Regions from separate parts of the Arachis hypogaea genome. Here region 1 is linked to region 2. The links are chromatin contacts, called in public Hi-C maps. All regions are on one chromosome and are shown on one strand. Each heading gives the region's core, a stretch centred on a gene start, on an enhancer-like site or on the middle of the called end of the contact. The rest is flanking DNA. Distances are from core to core; before and after follow the strand shown. Region 1 holds the start of LOC112779407 (low affinity inorganic phosphate transporter 1). Region 2 holds the start of LOC112778714 (protein SIEVE ELEMENT OCCLUSION B).

The links. Hi-C and Micro-C count contacts between places; a contact is called where the count stands out from the background.
Region 1: a contact with region 2 is called in a Hi-C map of leaf, with 2.0 times the contacts expected there. The contact joins the promoter of LOC112779407 here to the promoter of LOC112778714 in region 2. A contact is called at or near these places in 2 of 8 Hi-C or Micro-C datasets (both in leaf).

The regions. Positions count from the first base shown.
Region 1 is chr19:127,296,016-127,301,471 of arahy.Tifrunner.gnm2.J5K5, reverse strand. It overlaps LOC112779407 (low affinity inorganic phosphate transporter 1), which reads left to right and starts at 2,106. Exons shown (of 2, transcript XM_025823651.3): 1 at 2,106-2,693; 2 at 3,684-5,456. The coding sequence starts at 3,732. The coding sequence ends at 5,348.
Region 2 is chr19:126,914,123-126,919,346 of arahy.Tifrunner.gnm2.J5K5, reverse strand. LOC112778714 (protein SIEVE ELEMENT OCCLUSION B) reads left to right here and starts at 1,378. Exons shown (of 8, transcript XM_072228044.1): 1 at 1,378-1,642; 2 at 1,764-1,856; 3 at 2,624-3,069; 4 at 4,624-4,718; 5 at 5,099-5,224. The coding sequence starts at 1,439.

The sequences.
Region 1 (5,456 bases), core at 857-3,356, 380 kb before region 2:
TAAAAGCCGTGTTTGTGAAAATTTTAATCAAACAATATGATCGAATTATAACTTTATTCAAAAGTAGTTTTGCTCTTTTAAATTTAAAAATTGTCTAAACAAAATTTATAAAAAAAATGAATTGAAAATACGATATTGTCATCCTCCTCTTATTCTCACTTTCCAATTGTCTAAACTTACATAATAATGTTTAACAAATGTTTAATATATCCTAGCTAGCGAGTGAAATTTAGCATTCTAAAATTATTAGCTTGATCATTATTGTTGCTCGAGACCAGTGATGGATCCAAAAAATTTTGACAGTGGGAACAAAATATATATATAACATAATAATAATAATAATTTAAGTTTAGCTAATATGTATCTTAAAGAGACATAACAAACTTATTATTAGTAGAATATTTTAAATTTTTTTATTTGATAACTGTAAAATAAATACATTAAAAACTTAAATTTTATATATTTCTAACAAAAATATTTTTAATTTGTAATCTTATAATATGTGCCTTTAGGACACAAGATAAATAAACTCTAACAATTTTTATAATAAAAATATTATATTGCATAAAAATCAACTATAAAATTATTCATTAACCATTATGTATTTGTGTATAAATATATTTATTGTTTAATTTATTTTCAATATATATTTTATATTTCAATATGTATTTTATACAGATAGTTACTTTTTATGTACATATAGCATAATTATTGTTATAATTAAATTTTATTATTATAAAATATTATTAGTCTTCAAAATATATAATTTATAAATTAAAATATTAAAATAATAATTTAAATAATAATATATAATTTATAATTCTATTTTTTAGGTTTCATATTTTTAAAAAAACTGAATAATTTTTTTTAAACAATACAATCGAACTGTCTCTTATATATATATATATATATATATATATATATATATATATATATATATATATCACCAAACAGTTATTAAAAATTCACTTCTCATACAATTAAAAGTCAACTCTTATTAATATTTATAGTTAAAAAAATTTTTTTAATTAATGTAGTTGCTACAGAAAAAATTAAAATTAATTTTAAAAAAAGATAAATAATATCATTTGAGTTTATTTTTAAGAAAGAACACTAATTTTATTTAAATTGAGAATTGATCATTCTAATAAACATCTAATATAAAATTCTTAAACTGACTATTAAGTACTAAAAGTTGAGTAAAAAATTATTGTAAAGTCAAATTTAATAATTTAATAAAGACAAATAAATATTATTATCGTATACTCCTTAAAAAATTTTCAAATTATAGTCGAGACTTATTATATCCGAATAAGTTACCTAGAAAAGCTGTTAGAATAAAAAGAGTGAACATAATTTTCAAGCTTAATGATGAGCGGCAATTTGATTAAGAAAATGGAGGAAGAATCGAAGACACACAAAACTGAGAAAGATGGCGTTGAGGACAGTGCAAAGGGTTGAATATTTAAATGAAAGGGTTGACTTGGAGAATGAATGCCAGCTGGCTGACCAATGGGCTTTCGATACCCGCAGTAGCGCCGTTACGGGCTTACGGTATATATACATATGCACATACTCATCCTCTATATATAGTATTAAAATATTAAATCACATAGTAAAATAAAAAAGTAATTATTCTTAAATTAAAATAATAAAATATATATTTTATAAAAATTATAAAATTAATAATAATTAAATTTTTACTTTATCACATTATTAATTTATTTATTTTAGAGGATCTAACTTGCTTCTAAAATATTATTTTAGGATTCAATTTGATTCTCAATAAGCATTAAACAATGCATGTATCAAGATTATTTAAGCATATATAGTGTGTTATTTAATAAAAAATCTTTAAAATTTTTCATAACCTAAATAGTAACTCTTTAAATATATTGGTATATTAATAAGTACTAATGCGCTTATTAATTTATTTTTTATGTATCAAATATAAAAATAATAATAAAAATAAAATTAATTAAAATAATTAGTTATTTATAACTTAAGTAAAAACTTATGAATGGATACCGTTGCCCGTTGGTCAATACTCAATATGGTCACCCATTACTGCTCGTAAATACGTTACCGCGTTACCTATTAAAGAAAAGAAAAGAAATTGTTTGCAACATTAAATGAACAAGATCCATAGCTGTCTGAGGCATTTGCTAAAACCAATGAGATGCCAAGATCAACACCTTACAGATAGGAATAGAGCCATTCCGTTGCATGTGTGATGTTCCTATGCTTAATGCTTAATTATAATCAATAATTAACAATGATGAGCAATTAAATGACGTGGATATACCGTATGACAAAACTAAAAAAGTGTTGGTAGTTTATGCAACTTGATTACTTGATAGAACAAAAACAAAAACAAAGGGTTGTAAAGAGGGGGGAAGAAAGAAACACATGAAGGAAGCAAGGAAGCAATTTGTGAGAGCGTTGACTTCAACACAAATAATGTGAACTCAAAATAAAAAGTCGTGTGAGAAAATGAAGCATATACTTGAGATACCAGCGTTGATTCTGGACTCTTGCTGGGAGTGTATGACTCTCCTCTTATCTTATCTCTATATATATTATTAGTTTCCTTCAAAACCTCTTCCATCCCCAACATAGCTAGGCTTAGCTTATCAGCTTATGCTTCTCTCTACTCTCTACTCCTTCAGCACAATTTTAGACAAGAATTGAAGGTAATCTTTCTAACCTTCTCTTCTCTCTCTATCTCTCTCTATATGTGTAAAGGTGTGGCCTTTTTCTGACTGGTGAGTAGTATTAGTGGGAGGCCCACTTTTTTTAGCACTAAAAGTGAAGCACTTGTTTCTAGATTTTATTATAATATATCATTTCACCTTTTTCCACCATTCAAAATCAACCAACTGTTTTTTTATTATGCTCCAAGCGACTCTAATTTCTGCACTTGATTATTGTGTTTAACACAAACTGTTTTCATATTTGAGGCCAGAATATAACTTTCCATAACAAAATAGAGGGAAACAATGTTCTTGCTTTTCTATATAGGATGATTTCCTATACCTTCATGTGTCCTTTACAATATTCAATTTCTGGATAATTTTTTCAGCTTCCTCATGCTTCTGATCTTGTTAGTCTTTGTTCAATATAGGTCACTCATTAGATTCATATTCCTTATCTGCAAAATTGGCCCTCTCTCTGTTTTCCTCTCTTTATTGTTTTTGTTTTGTTATGGATTTGGTAGGGACAAGAAGACAGGAATTTTTTTCTTTTTTGTGAGGTCATAGAATTGAGGAAAATGTTATTACTCTCTTAACTGTCTTCTACGAAGTTTTCGTTTTCATGGTGTATACTCAAGTTGACTTGAATGCCACCTGTTTTTCTAAAAGTGGTTGGAAACTTAGAACCTTTTTGTGAACATGTATAGGACCGGCTTTGCAAAATATCATTTTAGACTTTTCAACTTTGTGCTGCTGTTGACTATGAATAATATAATATACGCTTTTCTCTCCCAATTTATGATATTTTGTTTTTTAATACCAAAGTGAAGGGTAGTTTACCAATTCATTGCATCAGCATAAGAGTGATGAATGATCTACATCAGCTTCATTTTTTTAACCAACACTATAACATGTGATTCTTGCATATAACCTGTTTGATAAAGTGTCTAAAAGAAAATTGAACTTGCATCATTTTTCTCTCTTCTGCAGGAAACTTTGTAATTACATTTTGGGGAGTATCCAGAATCAGAATTAGAGATGGCAGGGCAACAATTAGGAGTGCTGAATGCACTCGATGTTGCAAAGACACAGTGGTACCATTTCACAGCAATTGTGATTGCTGGCATGGGATTTTTCACAGATGCCTATGATCTTTTCTGCATCTCCCTTGTCACCAAGTTGCTTGGGAGGATATACTACACAGATATAAAAGATCCAAAGCCTGGTGTTCTGCCTCCAAATGTTCAAGCTGCTGTGACAGGTGTCGCGCTATGTGGCACTCTAGCAGGCCAGCTTTTCTTTGGTTGGCTTGGTGACAAGATGGGAAGGAAGAGGGTCTATGGACTAACCCTCATGCTCATGGTGGTTTGTTCCATTGCCTCTGGCCTCTCTTTCGGATCTAGCGCGAAGGGTGTTATAGCAACCCTTTGTTTCTTCAGGTTCTGGCTTGGCTTTGGGATTGGTGGCGACTACCCTCTTTCGGCTACAATCATGTCTGAGTATGCCAATAAGAAGACAAGAGGAGCCTTCATTGCTGCGGTGTTTGCTATGCAAGGATTTGGGATCCTTGCTGGTGGAATTGTGGCCTTGATTGTCTCATCTTCATTTGACCATCACTACAAGGTCCCTACTTATAAAGAAAATCCACAAGCATCATTGGTGCTGCCTGCATTTGATTATGTTTGGCGCATCATCTTGATGTTTGGTGCTGTGCCGGCTGCTCTGACTTACTACTGGCGTATGAAGATGCCTGAGACGGCTCGTTACACAGCTCTTGTTGCCAAGAATGCTAAACAAGCCGCCTCGGACATGTCCAAGGTGCTACAAGTTGATCTTGAAGCTGAGGAGGAGAAGGTGAAAGAAATTACAGAGAGTCAAACCCAAAAGTTTGGCTTGTTCAGCAAGGAATTTGCCAAGCGCCACGGCTTGCACTTGTTGGGAACCACAACCACTTGGTTCTTGTTGGACATTGCTTTCTACAGTCAGAATCTATTCCAGAAGGACATTTTCAGTGCCATTGGATGGATCCCACCTTCCCAAAATATGAACGCAATCCATGAGGTTTATAGAATTGCAAGAGCACAAACACTCATTGCACTATGCAGTACTGTACCAGGGTACTGGTTTACAGTGGCCTTCATCGATTACATGGGACGATTTGCCATCCAATTGATGGGTTTCATCTTCATGACAATCTTCATGTTCGCACTCGCCATACCATATGATCACTGGACTAAGAAAGAGAACAGAATTGGGTTTGTAGTGATGTACTCACTGACCTTCTTCTTCTCAAACTTTGGTCCCAACGCAACCACATTTGTTGTCCCAGCGGAGATTTTCCCAGCGAGATTGAGGTCTACTTGTCATGGAATCTCAGCAGCTGCAGGTAAAGCCGGAGCCATTGTAGGTGCATTCGGATTCTTGTATGCTTCGCAAAGCAAGGACCCGAAGAAGACTGACAAGGGATACCCAACTGGTATCGGTGTCAAGAACTCCCTCATTATGCTTGGTGTCATCAACTTTTTGGGAATTATATTCACCTTGTTGGTGCCAGAATCAAAGGGAAAATCACTGGAAGAGTTGAGTGGGGAGAATGAAGATGAAGGTGCTGAGGCTATTGAGATGCAAGGATCTGCTAGGACAGTTCCAGTTTAATCAAAGTGTTTAAAAAGTATATGCTTTTTGTTGTAATGTGAAAATTTTAATTTCTGATATTCTCCACTGTAAGATGCATAATAATTATGTAGATATTTGCTTTTGTGT
Region 2 (5,224 bases), core at 129-2,628:
AAAACACTAAGCGGATCCTTATCAGTAAACTTAATTTCAAAACGCATTTTTTAATCGATCCTCTATACTACACCAAAACTAAAAAACTCTCATCACTAGCCATTGAATATCACTATGATGAGAAATTCACGTTCAACATCTATTTATATACATTTGGTCTCTAGTAAATCGAATTAGCTTACATCCATTTACATGTGTTGCTCAATACACAGTAAATCGACTTGCACTGTGTCGATTTATTTATGGATATTACGACCATGGTATATCAAATTGTGCTGGTTCGATTTACTAGGAACCCTAACCATGTATGCATAAATCGAATGAAATTGATTCGATTTGCATGAAACTCTACTAAATTGAATATGCCTATTTTGATTTACATAATTACATGCTTTGAGAAATTCATATACCATTTTTTACTTTGGGTGATTTGGATAAATTTTATTCACAGTTAGTTTATATAAGCCATTTGCCCTAAAAAAAAATGAATGCACTTCTCTTATTAATTCCCCCTCCTCTCTCACTCTCTCAAATATTCCTATGATATTCATGCACAATTTTACGTTAGCACAATTTAACATTTTTCTTGTGGTAATGTGCTACAGTGCTAGTCGTTAATGCAATTGTACAGGTTCAATTTTACTAGGTTTTGAGTTTGGTATATCATTTGGATGTTATCTTTGTTACTGCTTCATGAATTTCTTATCATGAAATAAATGAACTTATTTGCATGCAATGGTTGATCACAAGAAAAGTCCTTTTTTTTTTCGGTTTTTCATCATCATCAATTACCGGTACAGTACTACTCTTTTTTTTTTATGATAATTTTTAATTTGGTAGGTCAAAAATTAATTTTATCCAAATTTAAATTCTATTTAAAATTTTATCATTGACCATTGAATTATTGCATATATAAAACAGAATTTGAATTATCAATATTTATTTAATCAAATTAGTGAAGTAACTACTAAACCAACTAAGTTGGTTTGGTACAATAGTAATCTTATTACAGTATTTTATTTACCTATTTATAAGACTCAATCAATTTTATTTTTTTTAAAGGTAGAATACACTCCAATCAAATATTTTAAAGAGAAATATTACATGCATCATTTTTTAATATATTTCTCTTGTATACTTTTCATTTTTTATATTTAAAATGATTCATGAGAAGTGGAAAAAGATAATAATTTTTTTATATCATTAAAAAAAACTTGTACATAAAATATGGTGCAACCATCATTTTCCTATTTTAAATGATATATATAGAAGTTTTTTATAATGACTACTTATAAAAGTTAAATCCATAAAATATTCCATATCCTTTTTCATTCAGTCATTTTCTATGATATAAATAAGGAAGAACAAGGAAACTTGGTGCACCACCAACAAGCTTTAGATTTCTTGTAAGTTTTGTAAGAATAGAAATAGGATAATAATGGTTCATAAGTTGTCACTGAAGTCCCTACTCCAGACAGCGGATAGGGAGCATAATCCATTAGCCATGTCTGACGAGCAGATCTTGGAGCAAATATACTCAACACATGTTCATAGTGACACTAAGTTTGATGTGGATTCTCTCTTCACTCTTGTTTACACTACCCTTAGGCGTTCAACTTCCATTGTTGATAATTTTTTTGAGGTAATTAAACCCCATATCTCTCAATAATGTATCGATCTTTTTCAACAAAAAAAAAGTAACTAATAGAATTATTCTTAACCTTCTTATAGCTATTAATATGCACATGTCATGAATCTTGCAGGGTTCTAAATCGATGATGGAACATATAGACGACAAGATGCCCCTAGCCAATTTTAGTTCACCTCATTGCACACTCAAGCAAATCTATTTCGAGGTCATTCATTAATAAATCCATTATTATTATTATTGTTCAATAGCGTATATATAGTGTATGTGTTTTCTACCTTTTTCTTTTTTTTTTTTTTTTGGTATGCAAATGGATTCCAACAATTAAAAAATTTAATTGACCATGTATATATTTACACGATTGGTGGCAAGACACTAGCACATGAATCTCACAAGATCGGATCGGAGTAGTGTTGAAATTATCAGTAAAAAAAATTCTATAGTTAATATGATAAGTGAATTTTTGAAACGGTTATGCTAGTAATTATTAAAAAATATAAAATAAGACAAACGGTAATTAAAAAATATGAAATAAAGTAATTTTAAATTGATCTAATTATGTATTTCAAACATTTTTTCTTCAACTAACATTATAAATTGATCCAATTGTTGTGAAAATAATCTTTTTCAGATATTTGTCACTATTAACAAGGATTTATAGTCACAAGAATTGAGACATGTGCTAACAAAATAATATTACAGCATATATTGCGACAAAAAAATTATCTTTTTCGAAAAATATTAGGGCAACGATCAATGTCGCAGTTGAAGACTGTATTCTCCAAAATAATTGTCGCTACAATATACTAAATTATGCTGACAACCGTAATGACTATTCACCAATCACCAGCATAGTTAATTAGTTCTATGCCGACAATTTTTATGGCAGACATAACATATTTATAGTACAAGTTCAAAGGATTATATAATTAAGTTTGGAAGTTGAGAACTAATAGTGATTAATTATGATGGCAGATGTGTTGCAAGCCTCCAGGTGAGGAAACAGCTCACAAAACGGCACTGGTGATACTAAACAAGCTCTCAAACTATGAGTGGGATGCAAAGGCAGTGATCACACTGGCCGCATTCGCCCTCGAGTACGGTGACTTTTGGCTGTTGGCTCACCATCAGCCAACAGACCTTTTGGCCAAATCAGTGGCGGTACTCAAGAGAGTGCCGTTACTGACTCGGCCAGAATACGTGCAGAAGCACCGGCAGGCCATCATTGAGGTCAACAATCTCGTGAAAGCGACATTGCAAGTGATCGAGTTGATATTCGAGTTGGAGAAGTTTTCCTCTTATGACACTAAAGATGTGCCTGCTTTGGTGCCTGCTAGAGAGCACATCCCTGTTGATGTATACTGGGCTATCATCACTGTTGTCACTATTGTTAGTCAGATTGATTGTCTCACCACCCAATCGTAAGTTGTGTTCTTAATTAATAACATTGAATTCCAAGAAAATTATTAGTTTAGTTTAGAGTGATATTATCAACATCCAAAAATAAATGTTAACTAGTGTTTTATCCGTAATAACATTACGATTACGGAAATATAAATTTTTTAAAATTACGTCGATTTCGTCCTCACGTTATAGATTATGATACAAAAATTTATAAAATCAAACTATTTTTATAAAAAGGTCATAAGAGACAAAAATTTTCGACGCCTAAGAAGATCAGGATTTTCATAGATAAAAGAAATTAAATACTAAACATTTTAATTATTATTTTTATATGAAAGAGTTTAATTTTTTTATTAATAATTAATTTTAACATTTATTATCTAAAACGAAAAGAATTTCATGTGTATACTTTTACAATCGATTAGATATTAAATTTATTGCACAAATAAAATAATTAATTTTTATACTTGTTATTTAAAAATAATTTTTTTATTTATATAAAAATATAATTACATATTAGTATAAAAAAATTTATATTGATAGTTATAAAATTAACTCAAAATTTAATTTTTTTAAACAATTAAATCTTGATTCTAATTATTAATCACAATATTAATATTCTCTCTAAATTATATGAAATCAATAGTTGAAGAAAGAGAAATAAAAATATAGATTAAAAAGATAAGCGATAAAAATTTAAAATTTAATTAAAAAACTAAAAAATATTCATATAATAATTTTTTATGTGAATAATATTATAGGATATTATTTAATTATAAATTTAATATATTTTTTATAATTTTATGAATTTATTAAAATTATATTATTTTATTAATTTTATTTTTTTAGAACAAAATGGTAAAGAGAAATAGAGATTGAAAGAGAAACAAGAGAGAAAGATAAAAAAAGAAAGAGAGAGGGAGTTTTTTAATTTTAGAGAAAAAATTATTTTAATTGTAATAAAAGAATATCTCGTGACACATTTTAGTTTGTTAAATTAGTAATATAAAATATAAATTATAATTTATATATAGAACGAGAAGGATAGAGAAAAATAAAGAAAGGGAGAGAGATAGACAAGAGGATGTAGGAAGAAAATTTATTAATTTTAAATAAAAATATTTTTCTTAATTTTAATGAGAGAGTGTTATGTGATATATTTTAATTATTAAATTAGTAATATAATATAATTATATTTTAATTTTAATATTTTAATTTTTAATTTTAATTGCAATTAGAGAATATCATATTGCATATTTTAATTGTTAAATTTGTAATTTAATTATTGATAATGATATATAAGAAATAAAACGAGCGAAATAATGAAAGAGATAAAGAAATGAAAATAAAGAAGAAGAGATGACTTTTTAATTTTAGATAAAAAAAAATTTAATTTCAATTATAATGAAAAGATAATATAAAACATATTTTAGTTATAAAATTAATAATAGATAATAAATTATAAATAAACTAATTTGCATATAATATATTTTTGCCAGACTATCTACATTTTAATTTAGGAAGATTTGGTGTGGCCTTTGCTTGGTCAGGTTATAATTGTTCGATTTCAGGGAGAAGAAGCAGGAACTGTATCAATATGGACAAAAATTAAACTTCATACTTGGGAGACTTGGGAAGCAGATCACGCTCTGTAGGCATGAGATTGGTCAGTAGTGAAATTGTGCCAAGCTTTATCTTTTTTGTCATTTTCTCTTTCTTTAGAAAATGTTTTTGAATAATAATAAAGTGTTTGCTATGATGTCTAAAAAATATTGTCTAATTAATAAAATAAGTAAAATAATTAATTTTAAATTTAAAAATATAAAAGTTAAAAAATTTTAAATATTTTAAAGTTATTATAAAAAATAATTTAGATAAAAGTTAGACACTAAACAAAACACACTATAAAATTAGTCTAATAATAAAGATATTTTTTAGTCCAAGTACATATAAAATAGGAGAAACTGTTGCATTTAAAGCTTAAATTGCAGGGACAAAAGTACATCAAGCAAACTAAATAAGTTCTCTATTATGATTTATTTTCAGAGGAAGCAGAGTATTGTCGTAAGCTTAGGAAACTTTTCCAAACTCCAACGGAGATAATGGAGGTGTTTAAGGTCCTCGTTTTCTCAAAGGATGCACCACAGCCATTGTTCGATTGTGCTACTAAAA